Regions from separate parts of the Oryctolagus cuniculus genome. Here region 1 is linked to region 2. A link is a contact called in public Micro-C data. All regions are on one chromosome and are shown on one strand. Each heading gives the region's core, a stretch centred on a gene start, on an enhancer-like site or on the middle of the called end of the contact. The rest is flanking DNA. Distances are from core to core; before and after follow the strand shown.

Region 1 (6,552 bases), core at 3,230-5,729, 190 kb after region 2:
GTGATCTGTTCATATTCAGGAAATGAGCACCAAAAGCCAATTAGAAGTTCTGCATAGAAAGGTGGGCTTGCTGATCTTTAGTTTCCACTGAAGGATGATGTGATAGAGTCATTTCAATGGGAATCTCTTTCTGTTAGCACCTGCAGGTCTGATTTCTTTAGCTCATCTTTTTCTCCATAAAGGAATCCTGTAATCTCTTGGTTGCTGGCAAAGTCCATGCTCTCTCTAGGGCCCTACCATGATTAACAGCACCAAAACAAAGTCTGTTGTCTGACAGTTGTAAGAGTTTCGGAAAAGTAGAGCTCAATAGGTGGAAAGGTTGGTGGAATCGTAACAGATGAAATGAGGCATGGTATAAATGCTGAAAGACAGATAGGTCAGTCAGAAACTGAGATGAGAATCAAATTGGTCATTAAACTCTGTATTTCGAAAGGGGAGTGATCACCTCCAGATGATAATGTTGCACAGGTGACTATGCTAAGGACCTAGAATGAAATCTGTATTAAGCCATAAAGCAGGTTGTGATTTTGGCAAGTCTAATAGACTCAATCTCTTCAGCTGAAAAACTCTGAGAAATTATTTCTAAACTCCCTTCAGGTCTAAGTTTCTTTAAGGTATTGACTATTAAAATTCTTTTGTGTCATATGTCATTTTGAGTGATAATAATAATTAGCAAATAACTATATATTTCATAGGAGTGAAACTAGGAGCTTTGAGATTACTCACTCATTAAAACAGTAAATTATTTTGTTACTGGGAACTTGATGTCTATTTACACTAACCTTAGATTTGTGCTTCCCTAATAAAACCTGCCCCACTGCTACATGTATGTGCACTAACATTTTTGCCTCCATTATAGTAAAAGACTAAAACTTGAAATCAACCACTTTGGAATCCTTACCTATTTTGTTCCTTTGCAGATAGATGGTATTTGTGAAGAATAAAATAGGTCTCTTTCCTTCATGTAACATACAACTGTGCCATTCCTAAACAAGGGCATTAATTCATAAACATGTAGTGTTTTAAGTTAATTAATACAATTAGTTAATTACCTAACACTTAATGCCTACTATGTGTTAGGCATAATCCCTGCCTTCCAATAGTTTGTGGCCTAGTCAGGGAGACAGTTCAGTAAACCATCAAGTATTTTATAGTGTGATATGGCAAGCACAGAAATAGTCTCTGTAATTGATTCCTTTTTTGGCTTGACCAGCACCACTCATTTTTTTCCTTGGAGTGATTCCTAAGCTTTTATCTTGGAATTATACCTCTTTCCATTGCATTTACCTTGAGTGGAGCTGAGAATACTATTCAAATTAAGTCAATTAGAACATCTCTTTTGAGTTCTAATGATTGGCTCAGGGACAGTCTCACAATCCAAGACATCCTAGTCTGCTATGATCAGAAGCAATCTTGGGACACAACATAGTGCATTTTTGGGATAGTAGATATGTGGTTATGGTTGTGTAATAGCATCTGAATAGAGAGTTGGGAGAAGAAGCTACAATGGTAGACAGGTCCTTGAATGCTATACTGGAGGATTTGCACTTTATCCTGAAGAGATGAGGAGCCACAAAAATTATTTTAAGTAGAGAAGTCACAGAACTTCTCAGCATTTATGCTTTAGAAAGATTAGTCTGAAGTCTCATGACCACATTTATGCTTAGAAAGATTACTCTGGTAGCAGTGTGTGTGATGGGCTGGTGGAAAAAGAAGCAGAAAGCAAGGGAATACATTAAAATGGCACAGTAGTTGTCTAACCCAGAGGTAAAGAGGGACATAGACCATGAGAGTGGCAGTGGGGACAGGGAAGAGAGCATACTGGGGGTGCTTCCTGTTAGCTTTCCAGAAGACACATCTGAAAGGCAAAATATGATAGTAACACTGTCTTTGAGAAATTGTGTTCTGGCTGTATTTCTAATTCAGCAAAGGCAGTAATTTTTAGGAAGCGAGAAAAATTAAAGTTTCATTTAACACTCTGCTTCTTAAAGTTTAATGTGCATTCAAATCACCTGTAAATCTTGTTAAAAATGCAAATTTTTGTCCGGTAGTGGTGGGATCTGAGATTTTGTAGTTATCATTTTTTAAATTAATTTTTCACTTACTTGAAAGGCAGAGGGACAAAGAAAGATATTCCATCTGTCATTTAACTCCCCAAATGCCCTCAGATAGCCAGGGCTGGGCCAGGTTAATGCCAGGAACCCAGAATTCCATCCAGATTTCTCACATGGGTGACAGGAACCCAAGTACTTGAGCACTTGTTGCTGCCTCCCAGGGTGTGCATTAGCAGGAAGCTGGAATTGGCAACAGAGTTGGGATCTGAATCCAGGCACTTTAATATGAAATGTGATGTTCTAACTGATGTATTAACTGCCCTACTGAATTCCTGCCCCAGATTCTTCATTTCTAACAAGCTCTCTATGTGGCACCAGTGCTGCTAGTCTGCAGACCACAGTGAATAGCAAAGGTTAGGATTTTTTAGGTTCAAGTCATCCAAGTAAAAAAGTCTAGCAGGCAATATGTGCAGGAGCTAGAGTTTAGGAAAGAGACATGATTGTAGAGATACTTGGGAGTCATTAGCAGACATGAGATAATGATGCCAGAGATGGCTAGTATGCCAGCCAAAACAATTGTGTTTGGAGAAAACATAAAAGAAGTCAAAGGATAGCCCATGGATAGTGCCAGCATTTAAGAAGCAGTTGGAGGATGAACCTTAAAAAAAATCAAGTAACACGGGGCCGGGGCTGTGGTGTAGCAGGTAAAGCTGCCGCCTGAAGTGCCTGCATCCCCTGTGGGTGCCAGTTTGAGTCCTGGCTGTTCCACTTTGGATCCAGCTCTCTGCTCTGGCCTGGGAAACAGTAGAAGATGGCCCAAGTGCTTGGGCTCTCGCGCCTGTGTGGGAGACCAGGAAGAAACTTCAGGCTCCTGGCTTCGGATCAGCGCAGCTTTGGCCGTTGTGGCCGTCTGGGGAATGAACCAGCAGATGGAAGACCCCTCTCTCTCTGCCTCTGCCTCTGTAACTCTGCCTTTCAAATAAATAAATAAATAAATCTTTTTAAAAAATCAAACAGATGCACCTGGGATGCTGCATTTTTCTATGAGAAACCTTCTGTTTCCAAGCTTATTATACAAATAATAGACAATTTATTTAACATTCTGTTCCTGGCTCAGTGCTATGCGTTTCAACTTTTTCTAAAAAACACAGGGTCTAAGAAACGTTAAACATTTTTTGCTGATCACATCTTACAGCTGAGTTGGTGGAAAATTCAATTAGGACCAACACCGAAATTTAAGAAGGTTCTAGAGATGGTAATTCAGTGCATGCGGGAAGGACCCTCTGGTCCTCACTCAATGCTGGTTACTGCTAATAGGCTCATTTCTCCACGTTATTCCCTGTAGGTGAGCCACTTTCCTGACTGAATGCCAAGTTTGGTCATGGGTATCTGGGTGATAGTTGGAGTCTCAGATGCCTGGCCTGCCAGTCTCATGGTGTCACACATTTATTCTTATCTAAGGTCCTACTATCTCCCCAACCTATTAGGTTCCTGATAGTCAAAGAACCTGCAATTCTTCTCTGTTCTCTGTTCTCCTTTGCCTGCCACTTCCCTCAATGGTTCTCAAAATCCCTTAACCTTTCTCCACAGTGTGAAAACACAATTACTGCAGTAGGCACAGGTACTTTTGGTGCAAGGGGATTTTACTCGGCCTTGGGACCAGGAAAGTCCCACATCTTGTGCCGAAGCCACAAGTGACAGTAACCAATACATTCTCTGCATTGTTTTACAGCACCGAGAACAAACGAAATCATTATTTTCCTATGTTTACAAATCATTTTAGCACAAATGCACAGCCTTTAGATCTCCATAACCACCTGGTGCATGAGTAATTCCTTTTCAGCTTTAGTTTGGATGAATTTAGAAATTTGTTTCAAATCAGTTATTAAGTAACTCGAGAAGCTATCAACTACAGACTCCGGAGCACGAGGGCGTGGTATTATCACAGTTCCTATCAAAATACCTTGCTGAAGGTCATCATACATGGTTGGCAAAAGTCTGTGTGAGTCCCTCGGATTGAAAACTGGGGGTAATTCAATCCTTCTCATAAGGCTACGATCCCGAGTTTACAATGAACAAACCGGGGCTCAAAGCTCGTTCGTAGCCTGCCTACGGACACAAAGCCAGGATCCCATTTGCTGGCTCCCAATGTGGTGTTTTTTTTTTTTTTTTTTTTTTTTTTTTCCATCCCACCAAACTGACGTGGCCTGCTATAGGGTCAGAACGTCGCCCCCAGGCAAACCCCAACATAAACGCGCTTCTTTTCGGGGCTCCTGCTAAGAAAAACAGACCCGCTCAGGGGCAAGCCTGAACCAGACTCTTCCCGGGCGGCCTCTATTGAACACGTACGCGTTGGGCGACTCCTCCCGGCCCGCCCTCTGCCTCCGCGCCTAGACGGCCACGGCCACGGCCACGCCCCGCCCCTGCCAGCCCGGATGTCATTTTTAGTTTTGCCGGATGTTGTTGTGAGCCGGAGAGACACGTGAGGCTCTGCTACGTCATCACCAGGCACGCGCAGGAAACATGGCGGCGGCGGGTGTTGTGAGCGGGAAGGTAAGTAACGGCCCCGGGCAACACCCCTGCCTTTCTCTGGAACGCGGGCGCTTTTGCTGCCCGGAGGCGGGCGGGGGAGGGCGCTGAGGACCTATCTGCATCGGAACAGCCCGGGGCGGGTGGAGGAGAACCGCGGGCCTGGTGGTGTCAGCTGTTTCCCCAGGAATGCCGGTTCAGCTGGGGACGGAGACCCGGCAACTGCTCCAAGGCCAGCTAGGCCTCCGCGCTCATCAGCTCTGCCCTGCCCCGGAGCGTGGAAGCGTCTATGCGTATTGTCTTTACGGAGGCACAGGTGCTTCCCATGGCGCTCTCACTTTTAACCTGACTCATTCTCCCCTGACTCTAGTTTCTTAAGTCTACTTTGACTCCAGCGTCTTTTCTGCCTCTGAGGCCGTCAGCCTCACTTGCCCCTTAGCTTGGCTCTGGCGAAGGTGTCCGTGGTCTCCTCCTCGGAAGGAGCTGAATATATATGGCCCCAGGCAGCTGTGCGCTTGGAAGAGAAGAGTATACTGGAGTCCGTGTTACTAATCTGCCAAGTTGGTTGAAGGTTGGGAGCAGTGAGGGAGCTGGAGATTGCCGCCATTCCACGCTTGTATGGGAAGGCGGTGGTTAAAGTGTCTTCTTCCTAGACGTCTCTGGGATGTTTCCGTGGCGGCGGGGTGGGAGGGTAGACGTGGTCAGCGACACCTGGTTGGTGAGGCATTAGGATTAGGTGCGGAGGCGATTGCGTCGCAGAGCGCACATTCACATTCCGAAGGCACATCTTACGCATATTTAGGGCACTCAGGTTTATGACAGGTCACTGGCAGCGTTTCCCATTGCGGAGGTATTTCATAAACAGCTGGGACTGACTGGTAATGACTCATTGAACCCCAGAGACTGTTTACTCGTGGCAGATAGCTTCCTCTATTCCTTGAGTTGCCTCATGTGCTCCCTGCTGTCTTCCACCCCGTTTTGAATCATTTGACAGTGTTTGGTTTGGGGTCTGAAATAACTAGAGCAGGTACCAGAATAGTAAATATGATCTTGGTTTTGCTGTTAGCCTGAAGTGTGACCTTGGAAATCGAGGCAGTTATGACTTCCCTGTTCTTCATTTTTATCTGCAAAATGCTGCCAAATTTATCTGCAAAGGTGTTGTCAAGGATTATGTTTATTGGAGTTGTTCGGAATACTTGCAACTAACAAAATATAACAAAGATGCCAAACTTGTATGTACTGGTACTTTTAAACTGTAGATTGGACATCCTTTATTGGGTTACTCTTGGCTCTTGTCAGTTTCTCTCTCCTTTTTTTTTTTTTTTTTTTTTTTCTCTTTGTGGTTCTCTGCATCTTCATTTTTATTTATTTTGAGATGCAGAGAAACAAACCTCCTGTTGCTCACCAGAGCTGGGAATTGGGAACTCCATATGGGTCTACCATGTGGGTGGTAGGAATTCAGTGGCTTGGGCCATCACTGCTACTACTTAGGGTTTGCATTAGCAGGAAGCTGGGATGAGAAGCTGGAGCTGGGAATTGAACCCAGGCAGGTGTCTGAATTGCTAGGCTAAATGGCCACTCTAGTTTTTGGTCTTTTTATATAGAGGATGGATGCTGATCTTCTGCTTGACTTGCCACATAATTAAAAGCTTATCCTGTTTGATTTTCCATGTGTACTGTTCTAGTCTACTTTCCAGGAGGGGATCCTTACCATGTAAATCATACCTCCCTTTTACAGGTTTGGATTTGATGAAGTAGAGCTGTGAAGTTTAAAGTTTTTTTTTTTTTTTTAACTCTTTTTGCAGCTGCCACCTTTTGTAGTCTGATTTCTTAAAATTAGTTTTATATTATATAACTATCATATTCTTATTCACTTCAAATTCGTACCTGTTCCCGTAACTCCACTGAAACTAATTTTCTCTGCTAAAACCTTTCTCAAATAATGCTAAAATGATGAGTAGAATCCACA
Region 2 (6,166 bases), core at 2,704-5,203:
ACTCCTGAAATAACAGTACTCTTCAGTAAGCTCTACTTAGCCTCTTTTTTCATTCTGAGAGTTCTTAAGCACTCCAATAGTTTCACGTAACACAGGAGGAAAGTCTGGCCTGGTTTCAAGATATTTTGGGTTCTCTGTTTCCCACAAGCCACCCTCCAAACTGCTGCCAGGGTAATCTTTCCAGAATACAAATCCGACCAGATCATTCCTTGTGTAAATCTCATCTACAGTCCAAAATCTCAGAATGATTTTAAGTTCTTTATGATCTGACATGTGCTTACCTTTCTAATCTTTCCTTTCCCCTGCTCATCACAATTTACACATAGCTTTGAGTGTAGGTTTCTTTTCTTCAGTTTGACACAAATTTAAGTCACCTCTCCAGGGCAGCCAAAGTTACTTGCTCTCCCCTCTCGTTATGCACTCTTTGTACATAAATTCAGTAACTATCTACACTTACATCCGAGTTTTCAACAGAAACATCTGAAGGTATAACTGAAGTCAGTAAAACTAAAGACTAATAAAGACCTTAGGAACATGCACAAAGGAAAAAGATTCAATACATTAACAAAAATTAAAACAATGCAAGAACATAAAAGAAAAGCAATTATGACCTATGACTAATTTTCAAGGCTAAATGAAATCTCCTACCACTATTTTTAAGGATAGCTGGAATCACACACTAGATTTAGTTTTAAGCTTGTCAAGATTCAAGTTCTAACTGAAATCTGATTCAAAACAAAACAAGAGCTCTAAGTGAAAATGAAATGACTTTTTACTGATGAGAAACACTGGCCTAATTATGCTAACTCTCATCAGATTTGAAAGTTTAAAACAGTATTCTAGGGAGACTTAAGATAGACCAATGAAGTGTCTATCATTAAGAAAAAAGTTAAAATGAACAATGAAAATAATAAATACAACAGAATTTGGTTTATTCTATTTTTAAAGTAACAATTAGCATATCTTAATTATTACAGAAAAATAAATTATTGCAAAAAAAAAGAAAAAAAAATAAGCTAAAACCAAATCCTCTACTTGAGCTACTTCATTTCTAGATTATGCAAATGAGCCACAGAATGACCCTCACTCTTTATACATTTAAAATAAAAGTCATCTTCAAATCACATAGTAGAAATATGAATTAAACTCAGTATAATTTTGACAAAGAAATCCAAATTAATAAAACTTTTGTTACAAATTTTGTTTGCTCATGTTACACAAGAGACTGGGAACAACGTTTTCCTTCTCAAATTCTTAGAAAGAACACTTCTAGAATAGATTAGTGATACTTCAGGAGGAAAACAATGAGCAGAGGGTCAAAACAAGAATCCTTTTCTTAAGTGCAGCATCTGTGAAAAGAAAAAGAGCAAGATGGCTCATTTCTGACAAGTTACTACAGAAGCCAAAATCACACAGGCAAACTGGTTATTGTCCTATAATTTTTTTGCAATATCATATGCCTGTTCATTAATAAAAAAAAAAGCATAAGCATAAAAATTAATGAAAGCACACAGCAGAGGCTCAAACTGGCAATGAAGAGGCAGAGAAAGGCCAGCACATTTGCCTCCTCTTTCTGTAACATAAAACAAATTCAGAAAAAGCTTGCTGAATGTGCATAGTTATCTTTTACTTATCTTGATTTGAGCATTTTATACTAAACTGTAATACATATGTTTTAATAGGTTTTCTGTTTAATTCAGAATGAAGAACAACAAAAAAAAAATCCACGGAGAAGAAAAATACCTTGGGCAGTGGTTTCCTAACCTCAAGAGAATGCTTACTGTCTTCACAAAGTGAAATATACACATAATTTTGTCTGAAAGAATCCTTAAATGCTCCTAACTCAATTTTTATCACATAAGTCAAGCTTTTTAGCGCCCTAGCACCAAAAGCTACTTCCTACCTAAATGTACATTCTTTGTACCCCATATAGCGTGACATCTGGGAAAGACCATTCTTGCCTTAAGTATTCTATAAAAATAATTTTGAGAGTCTTCCAAACAAACGTCATTATATATACACTTCATATGTAATGAATATAATAAAAAATTACCACACAATGGAAATTACAACTAGTAATGAAAGTCCTCAGTAAACTACTTCATGCAATTATTGCAGAGTCAGGCATGGTCTATAAACCCATGATGAAACAGGAAACAAACTGATGACTGGTTCCTCAGCATAAATCTTAAGAAAACTCAGTAATGCTAAAAGATAACTGAAAAGTGAGAGCAAAAATATTTTGTTTTCCTTCTCAACTTGTCCATAATCTCCACCATACTTACACATTCTCCCCTCTAATTATTAAAACGCTGTTAAATTTATCTTTCTCTGGCTAGCCCACATCTAGTCAACATTAATAGTTACAAAATATCCAAAAGTGAACGGAGGAAATAGAGGAGTTAAAACTTTTAAAAACAATGTACGAATTTAAAATCTCTGAATTAACATGGCTGGTAAAAACACTGGGTCTCTCTTCCTGCTGCCCTCACCCTCCCTCTCCCACCCCACTTTAAAAGGCAGCATGAGAAAAAATATATCAAGAAAGGGTAAAAACAGAATCACAAGAACAGAATTATGAGGAACGAAACTTTACAATCCAAAGTGCAACATGACATAATCAATAAACAGTATTTCTCAAAATATTTACTATTTTTTCTCTCTTAAAATCGAAGTCAACTTCACATGAAGTTCCTGAACCAGCAAAAAAAAAAAAAAAAAAAAAAAAAAAAGCCAACGAAAGTTGGACGTCTGGTTGGTGTACCATGACAAATCCGATTTGACAGTCTTAGAGCCTACCAGCTAACCCCGACCCGCAATACGTTAAAGAGCGACATACCCAATCAAGCAATTCTAAAGACACATCGCCGTCGTTTGACACATGACAATTAGCACAGAGCTTCCTTTATAAGAGCACACTGACACGGGGCCAAATAAGCGGTTCTGCAGGTTCAGAAAAGTTCCACTCATCTCACAGACCTAGCACTGACGCTAAAAGGAACTTCAGGGACACACCCAGGGCAGACCGCCACGTTAAGGATACAGCTCTTCCGCGGGGGAGAGGGCTCTCGCCAGCTCTGGCCGCTGCCGAATCCGGATCCCGCGCCTCCTCCCAGAGGTCTGCCCCCGGGCTTGCCTCCTCGCTCGCCCCCTCCGCGCCCCCGACTCCAGCGACTCCCACCCCTGTAAGGCCTGCCTCGAAAGCGGAAACGGTCCAAGGCGAGGTGGCTCCGCTCCCAGAAAGACGGCCGGGGGCTGCTTTCGGACAGCGAGCTCGAAGGCATCCGCACCGAGGGCGGGTGAGACCGGAACGGTTCTTTGGGCCGGTAGCTGCTGGGTCCCCTGAGGTGGCCGCGCTCCGACGCGTGCCGCGAGCGTGAGAAATTCCTCAGCTGCTGCCGAGAAGAGGACGATGACGAGGAGGAGCCAGCGCCTCCGCCGGATCCGCCGCCCCGGGCCGGGTGAGGAGGCCTTCGCCGCGGGTACGGCAACAGCCCGCCGCCGCTGCTGCTGCTGCTGCTCCGGCTCCGGATCTGGCTGTTGTTGTCGTCGTCGCTGATCTCCCCATCTTCAAGCTCCCCTTCTTCCTTCGGCGAGAGGCCGCTGGAGGCCGGGGCCGGAGTGTCCTCGGTCGCCATCCGGGCAGCTGCGGCTCCCGCACCACTTAGCCCTCCGTCCGGGGATCCGCCCGACAATTGCCTTCCTCCTCGGCCCTCTTCTTTCCTAACGGACCCGGTCGGTGCGGCCTTCCCGCAGTCGGACACCTAGCGGGCTCTGCTCCCCAACTTCCCCGCACCCCAGCTCCTCCTCGCCGGACCGTCGCTACCCCGTTCCCTCGCCTAGCGCCCCCTTGCTCTTCCGCGGCTGAGGTTCTTCCGCCTCGCGAGAAAGGGGCTCTAGCAGCGGCCGTGCCCGAGACGTCACTTCCTGCGCCTCGCAGGAAACGGGCCTCCCAACTCACGCGATAACAAAGCAGGTGACGCGATTTCAGAGGTTGGTGCGCGAGTCTCAGCGGCTTCGTCTTCCGGCCTGTGGCTCACACCTACCGCCCGCTCGGGACTGGGTCAGCTGGGTGCGTGCCGGGATGGGCGGGCTCCTGTTAGCCACAGCTTTGAGAGGTTCTTAGGGCTTGGAGGGGGAAGCGCCTTTTCCTTTGATTGCTCCGAGGACTGCTGCCAAAGAAACGGAGTAGATCTACTCCCTTTTGAGGGAGGGAGCAAAGAGCGGGATTTGTCAGCCATGTTGGTGAAGGCAGACGAAGGCGACTGCGGCTCCTGGATGGTTGGCTCCGTGGGTTCTAACCCGCCATATTAATAAAGAGAACGGGGAGGTTGACCCCCTCTTCGCCCCCACACACAAGCCCTTCTTCCCACCCCCACTTTCGAGGCTAAGCGCAGTAGGTCCTTGGTCTGCCTCGATTGTCTAACCTGGGCCGGAAGCAAGCTTAGCAGCCGGCGCCTCAGAACAGGCTTAGAACAGCGCCGAATGAGGGGGCAAGGGAAATGCCGACCAATTGCGCCGCCGCGGGCTGTGCTACCACCTACAACAAGCACATTAACATCAGCTTCCACAGGTAACCTGGGCGGAGAGGAGTGGGACCGGAAATGGGAGTTCGAGGCTGGCAGTTGCTTTCGTGGAAGAAAAGGAGTAGCTTTCCCAGCGAGTTGCTAGGAATCATCATTTGGACCATTGTGTGTGAATCCTGAAATCTGTCCAGGTTTTTTTCTCCTTTCAGGGAAGGTTCACTTCTCTGAAAGGAATGCAAGTGCTGGATGGTGAGGGCCTCTTAGAGAAAAAGGCACAGGAGGAGAGCTTGAGTTGCTACTTCTACTCCTATAGATTAGATCAGGTTTTGACATAAAGGCGCCCTCAGGGTGAAAGATCGTCCCCATCACAGCGAGCAATCAATCACCTGTGAAGCCTGCTGTGTTCCCATTAAAATTAGGAACTTCTCACTACCTGAATTCACATGGGAAGTATTTAGATGTTTAATAGCCACACACAGTAACTCTGAGGAATTGAGTCCTCATTGATAGCCTTGGATTAAACGATGTTAATCAAAGTGCAAAAGATAAACCTCTTATTACAATAATAAAAACCCTGATTTTATTTTTCCTTCGTTTGTTTGAAGAGTGTTCTTACTAGTCAGAGTAGTAGAAAGAACGTAGGTTTTATTTTGCCTTCATTTGTTGGAAGAGCGTTCAAAATTCTTTAATTCTGTCAAATCAGAATTTCTGAAAGCACTTTGAACACTATCTTGAACAGTTACTCACTAAATGTTTCCCTTCTTTGTAAGTTGCTGGCAGGTGCCTAACAAAAGAAATATTGAAGTCATGTGAAAACAGTTCTGATTTTTGTATACCTCACAAGTTAGATGGTGTTAGAATGTAGGAATTTATATTCTTGATGTTTACCCTACCTATTACTCAATGTGGTCCCTATCCAAAGTGTCCATTTAGAAAAAAAAAAAATCTTGCAATGCTTCTATTTTTAAACTACTTCATTAAAAAGATAGTTCTATTGTTCATTCACCCATCAAACATACAGGTGAGATCCTAAATGCCTGACATTCTACCAAGACTTCACAAACATCTTAACCTTTCTGGAGTTTAGCATTTAACGGGAAGAGAAAGATATGTAATAACAGTTAATTGCCACAGAAAAGACAGAGAGACCTAATGGCCTTGGAAAGTCAAAGAACGCTTCTCAAAAGATGCTATGTTTCAGATGAGACCAAAGAATGACAGACCCGGTCCTCTATCTACTTAAGTATTCTCTGTTTCATTGGAAAGATCCTTAAGCCATGGAGGGTTTAAAAAGAATGGCCTGATTAGATTAGCATCTTAAAAAGCCCTGTGGCTGTAGTGTGGAGAATTACGTTGTTACTGAAAGTACTGGGCAAGTGTCATCAGAGATGAATTTGTTGAGAAAAATTTTTACAGAATGTTAATTTACCCACAGTTTCCTTCACAGAAGAATCCCATCAAAATGTCAGCTGAACTAAACACTGTCCTGCTTAGTTGATGTCAGCACTGGATTAAGGGAGAGGAGAGTTAATAAGGAAAAGTTGTTAGGAAGCTGTAGTAAGATCTGGACAGGTCACCTAGGGACCTATGCTGCAGAGGTATTGATGGAGAAAAGTGGACAGATTTTAAAAATACTTGAA

The links. Hi-C and Micro-C count contacts between places; a contact is called where the count stands out from the background.
Region 1: a Micro-C map of ear pinna shows a contact between it and region 2, with 7 times the contacts expected there. The contact joins the promoter of TBC1D15 here to the promoter of THAP2 in region 2. A contact is called at or near these places in 3 of 6 Hi-C or Micro-C datasets (ear pinna, psoas muscle and an unstated tissue).

The regions. Positions count from the first base shown.
Region 1 is chr11:74,417,014-74,423,565 of mOryCun1.1, forward strand. It overlaps TBC1D15 (TBC1 domain family member 15), which reads left to right and starts at 4,480. Exons shown (of 17, transcript XM_051845672.2): 1 at 4,480-4,607. The coding sequence starts at 4,578.
Region 2 is chr11:74,230,402-74,236,567 of mOryCun1.1, forward strand. THAP2 (THAP domain containing 2) reads left to right here and starts at 3,954. Exons shown (of 4, transcript XR_007919501.2): 1 at 3,954-4,573. ZFC3H1 (zinc finger C3H1-type containing) reads right to left here and starts at 3,941. Exons shown (of 35, transcript XM_002711333.5): 1 at 3,044-3,941. The coding sequence starts at 3,638.